2 separate regions of the Oryctolagus cuniculus genome follow, and region 2 is linked to region 1. A link is a contact called in public Hi-C data. All regions are on one chromosome and are shown on one strand. The core of a region is the stretch at or near the end of the contact, and the rest is flanking DNA. Distances in the headings are between cores, read along the strand shown.

Region 1 (7,723 bases), core at 2,905-5,404:
CTGCAAAGGTAGACAAAAGTCCTTATTTCTTTGAACGATATCTTGAATAAATAATGGGCATAATGGGGATTTCAAAAAGTTCATGGAAAAAAGAATTAAAATGTTTATTTTGGTGCAAAAAATTTGGAATTGCATGCTTATGAGAGATCTTCAAAAAGTTAATTGAAATTTTTCATTATGAATAAACTATGTATGAATTTCAAAGCTTTTTTGATCTTTTAATTCTGTTTCATGAACTTTTGGAAATAGCCTTGTCTAGTGCTTAGTCAATAATTGGCACTTGCTACATCGACCAATTTTACAATATACTATTAAATTATGACTACAATAATGCTTGGTCTCCAGGTTTAAAATGTGAAATTTGAATAATAGGCAGATTTATTCAAATATTTTAATTTATCCTTGGGTACTTAAGAATAGAAAAAATTTGAAGCTGGGATTCAAAAAATCTCTAAGCTCTTCAAAATGAAATACAAATGGTGCTGTCCTTCACTGTTTTTCTGGATCTCCACTTCCTACCTGTCTTTTTTTTAATTTATTTTACTTATTTGAAAGACAGAGTTACAGAGAGAGGTAGAGACAGAGAGAGAGAGGTCTTCCATCCACTGGTTCACTCCCCAGATGGCTGCAACAGCCAGAGCAAGCCAGGAGCTTCCTCCGGGGCTCCCACCTGGGTGCAGGGGCCCAAGGACTTGGGCCATCCTCTACTGTTATCCCAGACCTTAGCAGGGGACTGGATAGGGAATGGAGCAGCAGGGACTAGAACTGGCACCTATATGAGATGCCGGTGCTTGAGGCCAGGGCTTTAACCCACTGCGCCACAGCGCCGGCCCCCCACATGTCTTTACAGAGGAAAACCCTCAGCTGAATCATCTGACTGCTACTTCTGCTTCTGACATTTGAGAAGCCACTTATGGCAGATGCCAAGGGGTGCCTATTCCAGAGCCATCCCCCGTCTTCCTTGCTTCCAGAATCTTGATTTTTGCCTAGGTAGAAGGAAACAGAAAGACTCCCCAGTGGATGAATAATAATTTGTCAAAACCAATCATATTAATCCATTTCTCTTTATCATAGGTTGGTTTGGAGGTGTGCATTTTACCAAGTTCTGGGCAACAGGATTTGAACAGATGTGTGTTAGCACTTCTGCACAATGGGAGAGAGATGCATGCAACATAAGCCTCTGAACTGCTTTCCTACGTTGGCTTTTCATGTGAAGATGACACTTGAAGCAGTGGCTACCACAGAAGCACCACGGGAAGATCAAGAAGCAAGTGGAGAAGCTGATCCCAAGTCATGACATTGTTGAGCCACAGAACTAACCCTTAATTATTTACCTGGACTTATTATTCTGTGCAAGGAAAAGAAATCCTATTATTTAAATCCTTTGTAGCCACATACTCTATAACTTGGAACCAAAATCATCCCTTTGTTTCATAAACTTACCCCAAAATGCCCTTGAAGTGATGGCAAGAAAACCCCATTGAAGGCACACTGAGAGTAAGGGCAGTTACTGGTATTGAAGAGCTCTTGGATACTTTCATGGCATCGTTGATAGTCTCCAACACCTTGAATTTGGAACTGATGGAATGGAAGTGTCTTCTCAAATCTCTTGGTACAGGGGGTCCTGTAAAGGTCACTTATGTTCACTACCCTTTCATATCCAGGGTGGAAGCACGGGTCTTTAAGGATTCCATTACTTGTATCCTAAATGGAAAAATCAATTGAAGGCATCACGTGTGAATGTTTGGGGTACAAAAGGAACAGTCTGACTTTAACAATGCATATGTATTTTATAACATCCCAGCACTTAGCCCTGACATCAATATGTCCATGCCCTGTCCTTTTCATCCGTGGGAATAAGTAAAAAAAAAAAAAGAAGAAGAAGAGGAAAGAGGGAAGAGGGAAGAGGAAGAGGAGGAGGAGGAGGAGGAGGAAGAAGAAGAAAGAGGGAAGAGGAAGAAGAGGAGGAGGAAGAGGAGGAGGAAGAGGAGGAGGAAGAAGAGGAGGAGGAGGAGGAAGAAGAGGAGGAGGAGGAGGAAGAAGAGGAAGAGGAGGAGGAGGAAGAGGAAGAGGAGGAGGAGGAGGAGGAGGAAGAGGAGGAGGAAGAGGAGGAGGAGGAAGAGGAAGAAGAGGAAGAGGAGGAGGAAGAGGAAGAAGAGGAGGAGGAGGAGGAAGAGGAAGAAGAAGAGGAAGAGGAGGAAGAGGAAGAGGAAGAAGAAGAAGAGGAGGAGGAAGAGGAAGAAGAGGAAGAGGAAGAGGAAGAGGAAGAAGAAGAAGAAGAAGAAGAAGAAGAAGAAGAAGAAGAAGAAGGTGGTTTGTATAACAGGCACCAGAAGTAGTTTCAGATATAAATGTATTTGTCTATTTATAGACTGTCCATGTAGTGAAAACAGGGCCCAGAAATGCCATTAGTCTGGAATGTCCCTTGTGCTTAGTCCCGACCGCATAGATCAGAAGCAGATTCACAATGAAAACTTTTAAGACTCTCAAAATGTTGAGCCTGAGAGTAGTTTCCCAGTAGCCTTCATACAGTACCCTTCTCTACTCCTCAAGGAGAGAATCAGGAGCTCCAAGAGCTGGCAGGGCCCTTAGGTCATTTACGCCAGCAGTATCAAAATGTTTTGGTAGGGTTTTCTCTGGTATTTTTTTTATTTCTAAACTTTGGATTAACATGTAATACTTGTACTTTTTTAAGGGATACATGAAACATTTCAGTAATTATTCATAGCTTAAACTGACCATACCAGGCAATCAGCCCTTCCATTTCCTTATCTTTTCTTTGTATAGAGATACCTGCACTCTATGTACATTTTAGCACCATTTACAATAGCCAAGATATGGAATGAAGCTGGGTTTCCATCACTGGATGAATGCATAAAGAAAATGTGATAGATATAGATATATACATATATATATATATAATGGAATATTTTTCTGCCTTAAAAAGGATAATATCTGGACATTTTCAGCAAAATGAATGGAACTGGAGATCATATGTTAAGTGAAATAAGTCAGACATAGCCAAATATCACATGGCCTCTTTTATATTTCTGTGTGAACGTGTGTGTATGTGTGTGTGTATACGGATAAACATTTGATCTAAATGTAAAAGATTACTAGAGGCCAGGCAGGGAGCGAGGGAGGGGATAAGAGAGATTGGATAATGGATGCCAAAACACAGTACGGTGGAAGTAACGGGTTCTGGTATTTTGCAGTACAGCAGGGTGACTATGGCTCATCGTGACATATTATATTCTGTGTCAAAGTGGTTTTTTATACAACTACAAGAGAAGAAAAGGGTTTGCTGTGGTAAGAAGCTTGGTGGAGCTTTGAGGTTCAGTGGGCATCTCTCTGTAGCCCCCACTCGTGGTTGTCAGAACCAGAGGGTGCCTTGGAAGAGCAAAGAATTGGTTGTCTTTTCAGTAGCGATGGATGTAACACCCTCACTCTGTTTGTCAGGGTGTGCCTAGTACTTGCATGACATTCAGAATGTTTAACTTTTCTTGCCTTCAAAAAATGCAGAAAGCATCTGGGGACAAGATTTCAAGTGTTGATAAATTCTGTTTACTTTCTGAAGTGCTTTTTTTTGTCAATCCTATTCTCCAGGTCAAATCTAACAATCTGTTTCCTGTAATGTGTAGGAAAGAGAAATTAAAAAGTAGTCTAGACAGGTTTATAAATTGCAGTGTTCTGCCTTCCTCCCTCTCCAATAGTACTCCAGCATGTAACTTCCATTATCAACTTCACAGGGGTGAGAAATTAATTCTTAAGAGAGGCTCTGAGTGGTGTCCTTGGAGATAGTACAGTAAACAAACAAAGGAGGGGAAGTGTTTGGATGGAATCATTGACAGGGGTCGACCAGATGTATGATAGTCTGCCTGAAAAGATTTGGAAAGTACAATAACCAACTTCAGACCAATTACTGAATTATAAAGAGAAAACAACAGGATGTGGGGGCTGGAAGCCCAGATGTGGGAAGGGCAGGGCTGGATTCAGTTATACTTGCCTCAATGTCCTTGGCCAGTTTCTGCAAGAGTGCTTGATCCTTCCCATAGCACAAGAAGCTGTGTGTGTATACGTTGTAGTCCCTGCCATAGAGGCGAAATTGCAAAGAGTTGTCTGGGGACTCAATAGTTTCATTACTTGGGGGCACAAAAGTGATTTGTGTAGAGGCTCCCCCAAGGTCCAGAGCTCCATAGGTTTGTTTCTCTTCTTCATGTGAGACCAGACCATACCAACTTGATTTCTGAAAGAGAGGACAGTCACCAGCACAAGAAGCCTCTTGGCATCCTGCTTTCAACACTATTTCTTGGACTCAGGAACTTCCTAAGGCAAAGAAGCAGGGGCAGAAAGGTGAGACAAAGCTCACTGGAGGTTTCTGAGTCTGCATCAAATTAACAGGAAGAAAAGAGAGGCTTCAAAGAGAGCTCAGATGGCAGCAGCACAGTAGAATAGCAGATATGTCCAGTAGTATCACAGGGCATCTCAATTCAACTCTCCACTCACCTGCTCACTAACTGTGAGACCCTGGATAGAATAAGTGCCCTCTTTCAATATCATTTGGGACTCTAATCTAGAGATAATAAGAAAGCTTCATACTATTGTTCTGAGGATGAAGTCAAACAGCACAGGAAAAGTGCTTAGCACAGCACAAGACATACAGAACTAGGCAAATATTAGCAACTCTGAATAACAGAATTTTACTTTCCTCTATATCCCCTTAAAGTACAAATACGGCTTCTTATCCGCCAATAGTAGATGTTCTCATAAGAGAATTATGCCTCTAGAGAATCTTACAAAAGTGGGAGTACATTCTTTCACTCATTCATTCTAGCTAGTGGCACAAGCACTGCCTGTGGTAAGCAATGGCCATGTTCTACAAAAAGCCACTTCCAAGGGTGCTGTGAGTTATTCACCTGAGGGAAATTTCCCATAAGATAGTTGATGGTAATCCAGCCATAGGCACCTTCCTCTTGGCCAGTGATGATCCGGGCACCCTGGAAGTCAAAGGGGTACTCGTCGAGGGTCTTCGACACCATATCCAGGATCTTGTCTGCCACTGTTTCACTTTCATCCCTACACAAAGGAAGAGCTGAAGCTATCATTTTTGTTTCAGTAATTCTACCTTCCCACTTCAGCTAGGACTTCCGCTCAGTGTTCCTAGGAAGTAAACACTGGAATAAGCAGAGAGATGGGGCTCCCTAAATATGACTGTCAGAGGAACCCTCCTTTGGGATGAGACAAGACCAATCTTTTAACTCACTCCTCTCTCTCTCAGAAACCAAATCTTTCTGATCCTTGTATAGGTTGGTCTTATTAAAATGCCATTTTCATTCTACTGTTTTCTGGCTCAAAAAGTTGATAACAGTTCATAAAATTACTATGGTGGTAGTGGTAGCCAGCATTGTTTTATCACAACACCTAGTGCTGATGTGTGCTATATTAGTCATTACTGGTGGCTCCCACATGACTATACAGTTCTGCTGAGGTTTCAACTAGGGCTCTGGTAGAAATAAGGTAGAAAATGACCTCAGGCAAGTACCCAACTTCCTCTTCTGCCAGACTCAGGAAATCCTTATATTTTTCCCTGGTTCTTGGGTCAGCTTGAGGCCTTGAGGTCTAAAGAAAGAGTCTTTCCGGGTTGTCATAATAAAGATGGAATGAATTGCCTCCAAGATCGAGGCTATGCAATACTGAGGGCTTCGGAGTGACAGGATGCTACTTCCAACTTGGATTAGAGCCCTGTAATCTCTTGTCCTAATGGCTTCCTACTGTATGCCTAGCTGTTATCCCTAGCCTTCCTCACTTTGATTCATCTTCTCTACCAGTGTCACCTGTTGTGTAACAAACTTTGATGGCTTCCCCACTATCTCCAAGATTGCCCCCAAAATTCCTAGCATGGGCCATTGTGATCTGGACCCAGCCTTCTCAGAATCCCACATAGAACTCCAGCTCTACCACTTACTAGGAATGTGACTTCAGGTGAGTTAACAACATTTGTAAGCCACAGCCTTTTTCTCTGGTTAATGACAGTTAATAATTCTTATTTCATAGAGTTGTTGTGATGGTTAAACAACTGCCTAGCACAGTGCTAAGTTCACAGCAAGGGCTCAATAACTATGAGCTGCTATGATTGTTACAACTTTTTTAAGAAAGATTTATTTATTTGAGCCGGCGCCATGGCTCAATAGGCTAATCCTCCACCTTGCGGCGCCGGCACACCGGGTTCTAGTCCCGGTCGGGGCCCCGGATTCTGTCCCGGTTGCCCCTCTTCCAGGCCAGCTCTCTGCTATGGCCAGGGAGTGCAGTGGAGGATGGCCCAGGTGCTTGGGCCCTGCACCCCATGGGAGACCAGGAAAAGCACCTGGATCCTGGCTCCTGCCATCGGATCAGCGCAGTGCGCCGGCTGCAGCGGCGGCCATTGGAGGGTGAACCAACGGCAAAGGAAGACCTTTCTCTCTCTGTCTCTCTCTCTCACTGTCCACTCTGCCTATCAAAAAACAATAAAAAAAAAAAGAAAGATTTATTTATTTGAAAGACAGAGTTACAGAGAGAGGTAGAGACAGAGAGAGAGGTCTTCCATCCGCTGGTTCACTCCCCAGTTGGCTGCAATGGCTGCAGCTGTGCCGATCTGAAGCCAGGAGCCAGGAGCCTCCTCCGGGTCTCCCACGTGGGTGCACGGGCCCAAAGACTTGGGTCATCATTTACTGCTTTCCCAGGCCATAGCAGAGAGCTGGATCAGAAGTGGAACAGCTGGGACTAGAACCAGCGCCCATATGGGATGCCGGCACTTCAGGCCAGTGCCTTAACCCTCTGCACCACAGCGCCCACCCCTATGGTTAGGATTTTATAACACACAGAACTGTGCAGAACTATTTACTTTCCTTTGAATACACCCTGATCTCTCATGTTTCCCCACCTTTGAACATTCATTAGAAATCAGGCTCCATGTAGCCAGGGACATCGTCTTGTTCAAAGCTGTCTCCCCAGCACTTAAAAGAGTCCCTGACACATAACAGGTGCTGAAAGAAGAGCTGGTTGCTGAACACATGCTGTCTTCTCGGCCTGTAGTGCCTTCCCCCAGCCTCCAACTTGTCCTCTGTGATTAAGCGCATGTATATTCCTCTCTGGTAAGTCTTCTAGGTCTGCTTTCATCTTACAAAGGGCCCAATGTGCTCCCATGGCAAGTCTGAACACTCCTCTATTAAAGAATTAATCTGAGGGCCTGGTTCAAGTTCTGGCTCCTCTGCTTCCAAGCTAGCTTTCTGCTAATGTGCACACTGAGAGGCAGTAGGTGATGGTTCAAGTGCTTGGGTTCTGGATATCCACAAGGGAGACCCAGACTGAATTTTAGACTTCTGGCTTCAGACTGGCCCAGCCCTAGATGTTGTAGGCATTTGGGGAATGAATCAGCGGATAGAAGATCACGTTCTCTCTCTCTTAATCTTCCTGCCTTTCAAATAAAATAAAAATAAATAAATAACAACTTAAAAAAAAAACTCATCACCTTGTATAGAAATTCTGATTTCCTTGAGGGCCAAGTCACCTAATTTTATATTCAAAGACAGAGTAAGCAGAACCAACCCTTAGGGCATTCTGGTCTGGCTGAAAAGTCCATGAGAGCATTTCAGGCATGGGAAGCCAAGACACTGTGGGTAAAAATGTCCTACATGAAGGACATCAGTGGTGAGACTCCAGTGGAAAGAAGGGGTCATCAAAGAAG
Region 2 (7,723 bases), core at 1,637-4,136, 140 kb after region 1:
CCGGCCTCACTGGCCATTGGAGGGTGAACCAATGGCAAAGGAAGATCTTTCTCTCTGTCTCTCTCTCTCTCTGTCCACTCTGCCTGTGAAAAAAAAAAATCTGGACCATGACTCAAGGCCACAGTAGCTGAACCATTTAAATTCATAGAGGGATAGACGGATATTTAGATAGATGATAGATTTTCTTCCTGTTCCTACTCAACGGTAGAGCTAACCCACTGCCATCATCTATCCTCCCTTCTCTGGCCCCAAGTTCCAGCAGGCATCATATCCCCGGTGTTCTCCCGCTGTGCCACTGCGCCAGCCCCAATAACTCATAAAATTATCTAAGGGCCCCTACTGATAACAATAGCTTCTTTCTGTATTCTTAGGGCACCACAAGCACCATTTCTTCTTCTGTATAAAGTTCTGCACTTTTGGGGGGCCCACCTTCAGTCCAATCCCATCGGTCATCTATTTTGCAAGAATTCTCATAAAAGGGGCTGGCATCCCATCTTGGAGGGCCAGTTTGAGTCCTAGCTCCTCCAATCTAGCTTCCTGTTAATGTGCTTAGGAAGGCAACAGGAGATGGTCCAAGTACTTGGGCCCCTGCCACTCATGTGGGAAATCAGGACGGAGTGCCAGGCTCCTGGATTCAGCCTGGCCCAGTCCTGGCTGTTGCGGCCATGTGGGTAGTGAACAAGTGGACTGAATATTCGCCCCCCCCCCCTTCTCTGTGTGTGTGTGTGTGTGTGTGTATCACTCTGCCTTTCAAATAAACAAATCTTTTCAAAAATTTTTTTCACATAATGCAGCACTGAGAATACACTTTCACGTTTTTTCATTATCAAGGTGTGTGCATGTATTCACAAGGGTGTAGACATCTAACTTTTCTGTAATTTTTAGATTTATGAAAGTGGGAAGAAGTGGAGAGAGGCTAACACTTGCTCTCAGTCTGCCATCTTGATCCAATCTACTGACTAGATTTCCACTCACACATTGAACTCCTTTAATCCAAAACACAGAGATCTGCTAGTATCATAGGATCTAATTTGGAAATCTCTACTTTGGAAGTGATGTTATATTAAACTACCTCAATTTAAGATATGATCTCCACATTAAACTGGCATCTGCATGACACGTGTGCATAAATTTTGCCCTCTTCAAAATTATCTTTCATATTTTAGTATTATATCTTAAAAAAATTAGAACTCAGCATTATGAAGATTGCTACAAACATGTAACAAAAAAAGCAACAATACAAATTATCTTCATGCTCAACCACAAGAAAATATAAAAAGAAAAATTTAATTTTTCTAAAATTTTAATATGCTTAAATTCAAAAATGACAAAAAGTAATTCAGATGATTCTGAAACTATTTTTATCATGTAACCTTGAAATTACTTCAATAAACAGACTCTTTCACCAACATTAATAAATTCAGGAATAATTTAACAACGATTGAGAGTCACAGTTCAAATTACAAACTTTGAAATCCAAAGTAGTTTTTGCTTAGATGTACAATAGAAATTTCATCAAAAGAAATGTAACCCTGAAAAAAATCATATTCATAAAAGTTAGTCTAAACAATCAAAGAAAATAATGTTTGATTTTTTGATATATTTTAAAAATATTTAATGCATATCTAACATGTCCTACTCACTGTTGAAGGCATGGGGATACATCTGTGAACAAAATAGACAAAAAAAATCCCTGTTTTGTAGAGTTTATATTCTAATACATATAATTTGAATAATCTGAAGTTGACCTTTTCTCATAGAAATTAGTAAGGCAGATAAACATTTTAATGTCAAACACAAATATGCACTTTATTTCATCACCTAGTCACACAAAAATGTTTGCAAATAGTCACAACACAGGGATACATTTAGCTATTGAGTTCAAAACATTGGAAAATCAAGACCTTGTCAAGGAACGTGAGCACAGTCAAGTGGCCTAAAACTTACCTGCTTAAGAGATTCACCTAGAAAGGAAGGCCTTGGCCAGACACCAGACTTTAGATAACTCTAAACAGTCTTAATTTATAGCCCAGGCCAAGCAACTGAAATAATCCAGATGTCAGAATTATAGAGAAAAGAAAATGCTAGGTCTAACAGGAGCAAATTCTTTAACTCTGAATTAAAATTTGGAAATTAAAAAGTCAGCTCCTCAGCCATGCCAGGCACATTTCACGCGGGCCACAGCCGCAGGGCTTGCTGCTAGCAGACCTGACAGGCTGGTAAGGATGATCCTAAGACCAGGAGTTCTCCTGGACGTGGCCCTCCACTCCCCAGCAAAACAAAACCAAGTGGCGGCTCATAACAGAGCATGGGTTTTCTTCGCTATTCCCTGCATTTTGTTTTCTCCTCTTCTAGAAAACATTTTTCTTTCTACTCACATTTTCCTTCCCTATCTCCTCACATTTCCCCTTCTCTTTTTTATTCCCAATTTTCCTTCTTTCAACACTTTTTCCAGCAACAATAACGCAGTTCATCTTTAATAATGTTGAAGCATTTATGGAGTTTTGAAATTTTTTTTCTCAATGTTAAACTTCAAGAAGCTGAAAGAACAGTATTTTAATGTGTTTCCAAAAGCATGTACTTAGAGGAGACACTTCCTAGGGTACGGGACTCTGGGTGTGTTTCACTCCCTTGACACCAGTATCCTTCCATAGAGAGGATTTCTCACCGCAGGAATCAGGGGAGGAAAAGACGTGCAAACCTCGTTCCTGCCACTGCTGTTTCCGCTCCTCCGGGCGGCCCGGTCTGCGCGGGACTCCGGCCCTAGCTGGTGGCCCGACCTCCTACTGTCCTCTAGCGGAGAGAAGGGACAAGGCTTCCCTACCCCGGTGCGGTTGCCAGGCGACGGAGGCTGTGCCCGGGCCGGCCCGAGGAGGACGGCCCATACCCTAGGATGCTGAAAGAGCTGTAACAACACCGCTTCTTATTGGCTGGAGACCGCTCCGCGCTCGCCATGAGCCAATGAGCAAACGCATGCGCGTGACGTCAGACGCTATGCGACTCCTCCCACCCCGCGCTCTAGCAACGCGTCTGGAGACGGCGGAGGCTCCTGTTGGACCCTCGGGCGAGTGGCCTGCCCTATGTGCGCCAGGCAGCTCGTGCTACTACAGGTGTTCTTCCTGATGCAGCCCCAGGGCGTCCAGCCTCAGTCGTCTGCCTCACCGTCAGAAACAGCGCCCACTTCTTCGGTCCCGGGGCCGGGCACGCCGGGCACGCCGGGCACGCCGGGCGGGACCCTCCAGCCCACCTCGGAGGGGACCACAGCTTCCTCGGCCGGGCCTGAACTCTCTACGGTGGACTCGACCCTGGTGACCCCTTCGGCGCCTGGGAATAAGACCGTGGACCTCTTCCCAGGTGAGGGGAAGGGTTGTGGGGGTGAATCACTCGCTTCTTAGGTGTAAAGTCCTATAAACAAGGTTCAGCTTGCCACGAAGGTGTGGGGCTCTCGGAAGAGGGGGGATTAGTGCATGGAAGACTAATGGCCTCATGCCACCCGCTCTACTTCCTGTTGTCCTTTCGTAGTCCTACCGGTCTGTGTCTGTGACTTGACTCCTGGCACCTGCGACTTGAATTGCTGCTGCGACAGGGACTGCTATCTCCTCCACCCGAGGACGGTGTTCGCCTTCTGCCTCCCTGGCAGCGTCAGGTGAGCCGCGGTGCCCAAAACGAATCCCAGAGGAGCCTGGGCCCCGCAGTGGGTGCCGGGTGGAAGTAACAGTTCACCTGCCTGCCGCTTGCCCCCACCTCCGCTCCGAGGACGTGGGCTTGGTTTTTCCCAGCTGCGACCTTCCTTTGCTGATTTCACAGAGTGGAGCTGTCCAGTGTTGCCCTACAGCCTCTCTGACACCTGACTGACAGCCCTGGGGAACCTGTCTTCAGACCGACCCCTCCCCATCTAAGTATCTTCTCCATCCTCTTTCCTCGTAGGTCTTCAAGCTGGGTGTGTATAGACAACTCTCTGATCTTCAGGAGTAATTCCCCGTTTCCTTCGAGAGTTTTCTTGGATTCAAATGGAATCCAACAGTTCTGTGTCCATGTGAACAACAGTGAGTAGAGACACACATCAGCTGCTCTTGTGTAAGGTGTATTGGGAATTGGCTTTGTCTTTGGGCTACCCTTCCCGTTCTTTTATTTTTTTTTTTTTTATTTTTTGACAGGCAGAGTGGACAGTGAGAGAGACAGAGAGAAAGGTCTTCCTTTGCCGTTGGTTCACCCTCCAATGGCCACTGCGGCCGGCGCGCTGCGGCCGGCGCACCACGCTGATCCGATGGCAGGAGCCAGGTACTTCTCCTGGTCTCCCATGGGGTGTAGGGCCCAAGCACTTGGGCCATCCTCCACTGCACTCCCTGGCCACAGCAGAGAGCTGGCCTGGAAGAGGGCCAACTGGGACAGAATGTGGCACCCCTACCAGGACTAGAACCTGGTGTGCCGGCGCTGCAAGGCGGAGGATTAGCCTAGTGAGCCGCGGCGCCTGGCCCACCCTTCCCGTTCTTTATAAACCTCTATTTTCATCCTTTAGATCTCTACCATTCTCCTTGTTCTTCCACCTCATCCCTGCCTTTTCTCTCTCTCTGCCTTGTTAGCAAATCTTTGCCATTTCTTGGGGTACACTTGCTGTGGATCAGAGAACTCTTACAGAACTTCAGTTTAGATGCTTTTAGTCATTCCGTTAAGTTCCTGTAATCCCAAGTAACCAATATCCCTCACTTACTACCATCTCCATGAGGGCATTCCATAAATCCCCACTGCTTGACACACAGTTGGCACCAGATAACATGTGAATGAATATCTTTGACAAATGAGCCTGTGCCTACCTTGTTTTTAATTTTATAAGTTAACAGTGTATGGGAAGGAGCATTATATAGGATCTCAGGCCTACCATTCATTTCCTTGCCATCTGCACAGACTTGAGCAAATCCCTCTATTTCCAGGCTAGTTTCTTCAATTGTGAAGTGAGAACTAATGTCACTGGCCCTGGTTGAGAAAGTGCCCTGTAACTGTAGAGTACAGTAAAGGATGAGAGATGGCAGTCATTGGTGTTTTTAATGGACTAAGAAATTTGCTAGTGATGGCTGCAACTTTTTTTAATATTTTTTCAATTTATTTGAGAGGTAGAGTTACAGACAGAGAGAGGGAGAGACAGAGAGAGAGGTCTTCCATCTGCTGGTTCACTCCCCAAATGGCGGCAACAGCCAGAGCCGGGCCAATCCAAAACCAGGAACCAGGAGCTTCTTCTGGGTATCTCCTGTGAGTGCAGCGGCCCAGGCACTTGGGCCATCTTCTGCTGCCTTCAAGCCATAGGCAGAAAGCTGGATTGGAAGAGGAGCAGCTGGGACTTGAACCGGCACCAATATAGGATACTGGTGCCACTGGCCCCTGGCTGTAACATTTCTAAAGGTAATGCAGCTAATATATCTTTTTGTAAACGTTGATGAAGCGGCTGGCCGCGGCTCACTAGGCTAATCCTCCGCCTTGCGGCGCCGGCACACCAGGTTCTAGTCCCAGTCGGGGCGCCGCATGCTGTCCCGGTTGCCCCTTTTCCAGGCCAGCTCTCTGCTATGGCCAGGGAGTGCAGTGGAGGATGGCCCAAGTGCTTGGGCCCTGCACCCCATGGAGGACCAGGAGAAGTACCTGGCTCCTGCCTTCGGATCAGCGCGGTGCGCCGGCCGCAGCGCGCCAGCCGTGGCAGCCATTGGAGGGTGAACCAACGGCAAAAGGAAGACCTTTCTCTCTGTCTCTCTCACTGTCCACTCTGCCTGTCAAACAACAACAACAACAAAAAAGTAAATGTTGATGAAGCAAGATGATGTTCACACACAGCGTAGATTTAAATGTTCCCTTGCAACATGAAAGTCAACCCACCTGGATTTCATCTGACTGTTAGGAAAGAAATTGCAAAGGACCAGTTTTTGTTTTCTGTGAACTTGAATTGGAAGCAATTTATCAGGAGACCAATGTCTGTATAGGTTGTAAAGAGGGTAAAGGGACCAGAATGATTACTTCATTTTAAGACAAGGCTGTTCCTTCCTTTGTAAACCTATTGCCTTCTAGAGCCAGCTTTGTGGTCTTGGAACAGGGCTACTGTCATGGTGTCCAGCTGGTGCTCCCTCCTTTTAATCTATACTCTAGCCTTCCATACCGTCATGCACTCTGCTTCTGGACCAGTATATCTGAACAACATCTGAGAATATGGCCACTCCCAGAAATATTACTGGGTTGTTATGAATGAAGCTTCCCTGAATGAGGCCGGGAGATGGATTAGTTTAGTCTGAAGAGGCAGCAGCTGCCCTTTGGTTCTGATTGTTTGCCTCCTTCCCTCTCACATACACATACAGCACACAAAATCATGGAGAATCACTGTACTAGATTAATCTTCCCATAACATCACATTATGTTGTTTCCTTATTTAGACATATCCATTAATTTCCCACCACTTATAGAACTATGTAAAGCCAGCATTGTGGCATTGCAGGCTAAGCTGTCACCTGCAACGTTAGCGTCATATACAGGCAGCAGTTTGAGTCCCAGCTGCTCCTCTTCCAATCCAGCTCCCTGCTAATGCACCTGGGAAAGCAGCAGAGGATGGCCCAAGTGCTTAGGCCACTGCACCCACATGGGAGACCCAGATGAAACTCCAGGCTCCTGGCTTTGGCCTGGCACAGCCTCAGCCATTGCAGCTATTTGAGGGAGTGAACCAGGAAATGGAAAATCTCTCTCTCAACTCTTTCAAATATAAATAAAAAATACATCTTCAAAACAAACAAAAAACCTGTGTCCAGTTTCTTTAGCCTGACAATCAAGGTGCTCTCAGGTTTTATCCAGCTTCTGTTTCCAGGCTTTTCTCCCATTACGGTCTTCATTGAACATCTGTGTTGGCCAGACTCATCTACTTGTTGTCCTCAGGAGACTTCCCAAACGTGCATTTGCTTAAATTCTTGGCTCAGCTATTCCTCTTTGTCTTTCATTTTAATTTCCCAGCTCTTCCAAAAGTCCTTTCTTGCTCACGTATCAGAAGTGAACCCATCCTCAAAAATTTTAAGGCAGTTATCTTTTGAGTCATTCCTTTGGAACTTAAAGGATCCCTTGTATTGTTATCAGTTTATGTGAACTTCATGTCTCCCCAGGTAAATTGCCAGCACCTGGAGAGGATGCACCATATCTTTATGTGCCCATAGAGATCGTATCTACTGATAAATTATTAATAGAGGATGTTCTTAGTCTAAGTCCATTTGTACAATAGCCTGGAAAGAACCCTAGACCATGTATTAAGAGGTCTGCGATCTGTGGCCTTTTGTAATTCTTTTACCTCTGAGGATCCAAATTTTCTATGGGATTGAGTCAGATGGTCTCTGGGTTTCCTTCCACATCTGAAATTGTATTAATTAAATCTAAATATCTTTAAACTCTGTTAGGTATAATACGCTTTGTATGATAGCAAAATTTTGGCAAAAACTCCATTTATTCTCCTCCTTATTTGCCTTATCTCTGCTTACCACCAATATCCCTGCACAGCAGTAAGATACAAAATGTTAATTTCCTCTTATTCATTTAAGCCATGAAAAATTGCCAAATGGATATTTGCCATCTCAGCTCATCTTCTTCATGAGCTTCTTTTGTTAGCTTAATTTTTTTTTTTTTTTTTTTTTTTTTTGGACAGGCAGAGTAGACAGTGAGAGAGAGAGACAGAGAGAAAGGTCTTCCTTTGCTGTTGGTTCACCCTCCA

What was found. Hi-C and Micro-C count contacts between places; a contact is called where the count stands out from the background.
Region 2: a contact with region 1 is called in a Hi-C map of embryonic fibroblasts, with 2.9 times the contacts expected there. The contact joins the promoter of ENTPD1 here to the enhancer-like site in region 1. A contact is called at or near these places in 2 of 6 Hi-C or Micro-C datasets (embryonic fibroblasts and an unstated tissue).

What each region holds. Positions count from the first base shown.
Region 1 is chr15:33,833,332-33,841,054 of mOryCun1.1, forward strand. ENTPD1 (ectonucleoside triphosphate diphosphohydrolase 1) reads right to left here. Exons shown (of 9, transcript XM_051824023.2): 6 at 4,917-5,076; 7 at 4,007-4,246; 8 at 1,444-1,704. Among named protein-coding and RNA genes, the nearest start is that of CC2D2B, 69 kb to the left of the region's middle. Within about 2 kb of position 4,155, at least 1 of the 8 cell types and tissues checked has an H3K27ac peak or open chromatin away from gene starts, as enhancers often do.
Region 2 is chr15:33,974,086-33,981,808 of mOryCun1.1, forward strand. It overlaps ENTPD1 (ectonucleoside triphosphate diphosphohydrolase 1), which reads right to left and starts at 2,887. Exons shown (of 9, transcript XM_051824023.2): 1 at 2,669-2,887; 2 at 1,644-1,665. The coding sequence starts at 1,665. It overlaps TCTN3 (tectonic family member 3), which reads left to right and starts at 3,054. Exons shown (of 14, transcript XM_070057496.1): 1 at 3,054-3,354; 2 at 3,523-3,646; 3 at 3,928-4,046. The coding sequence starts at 3,081.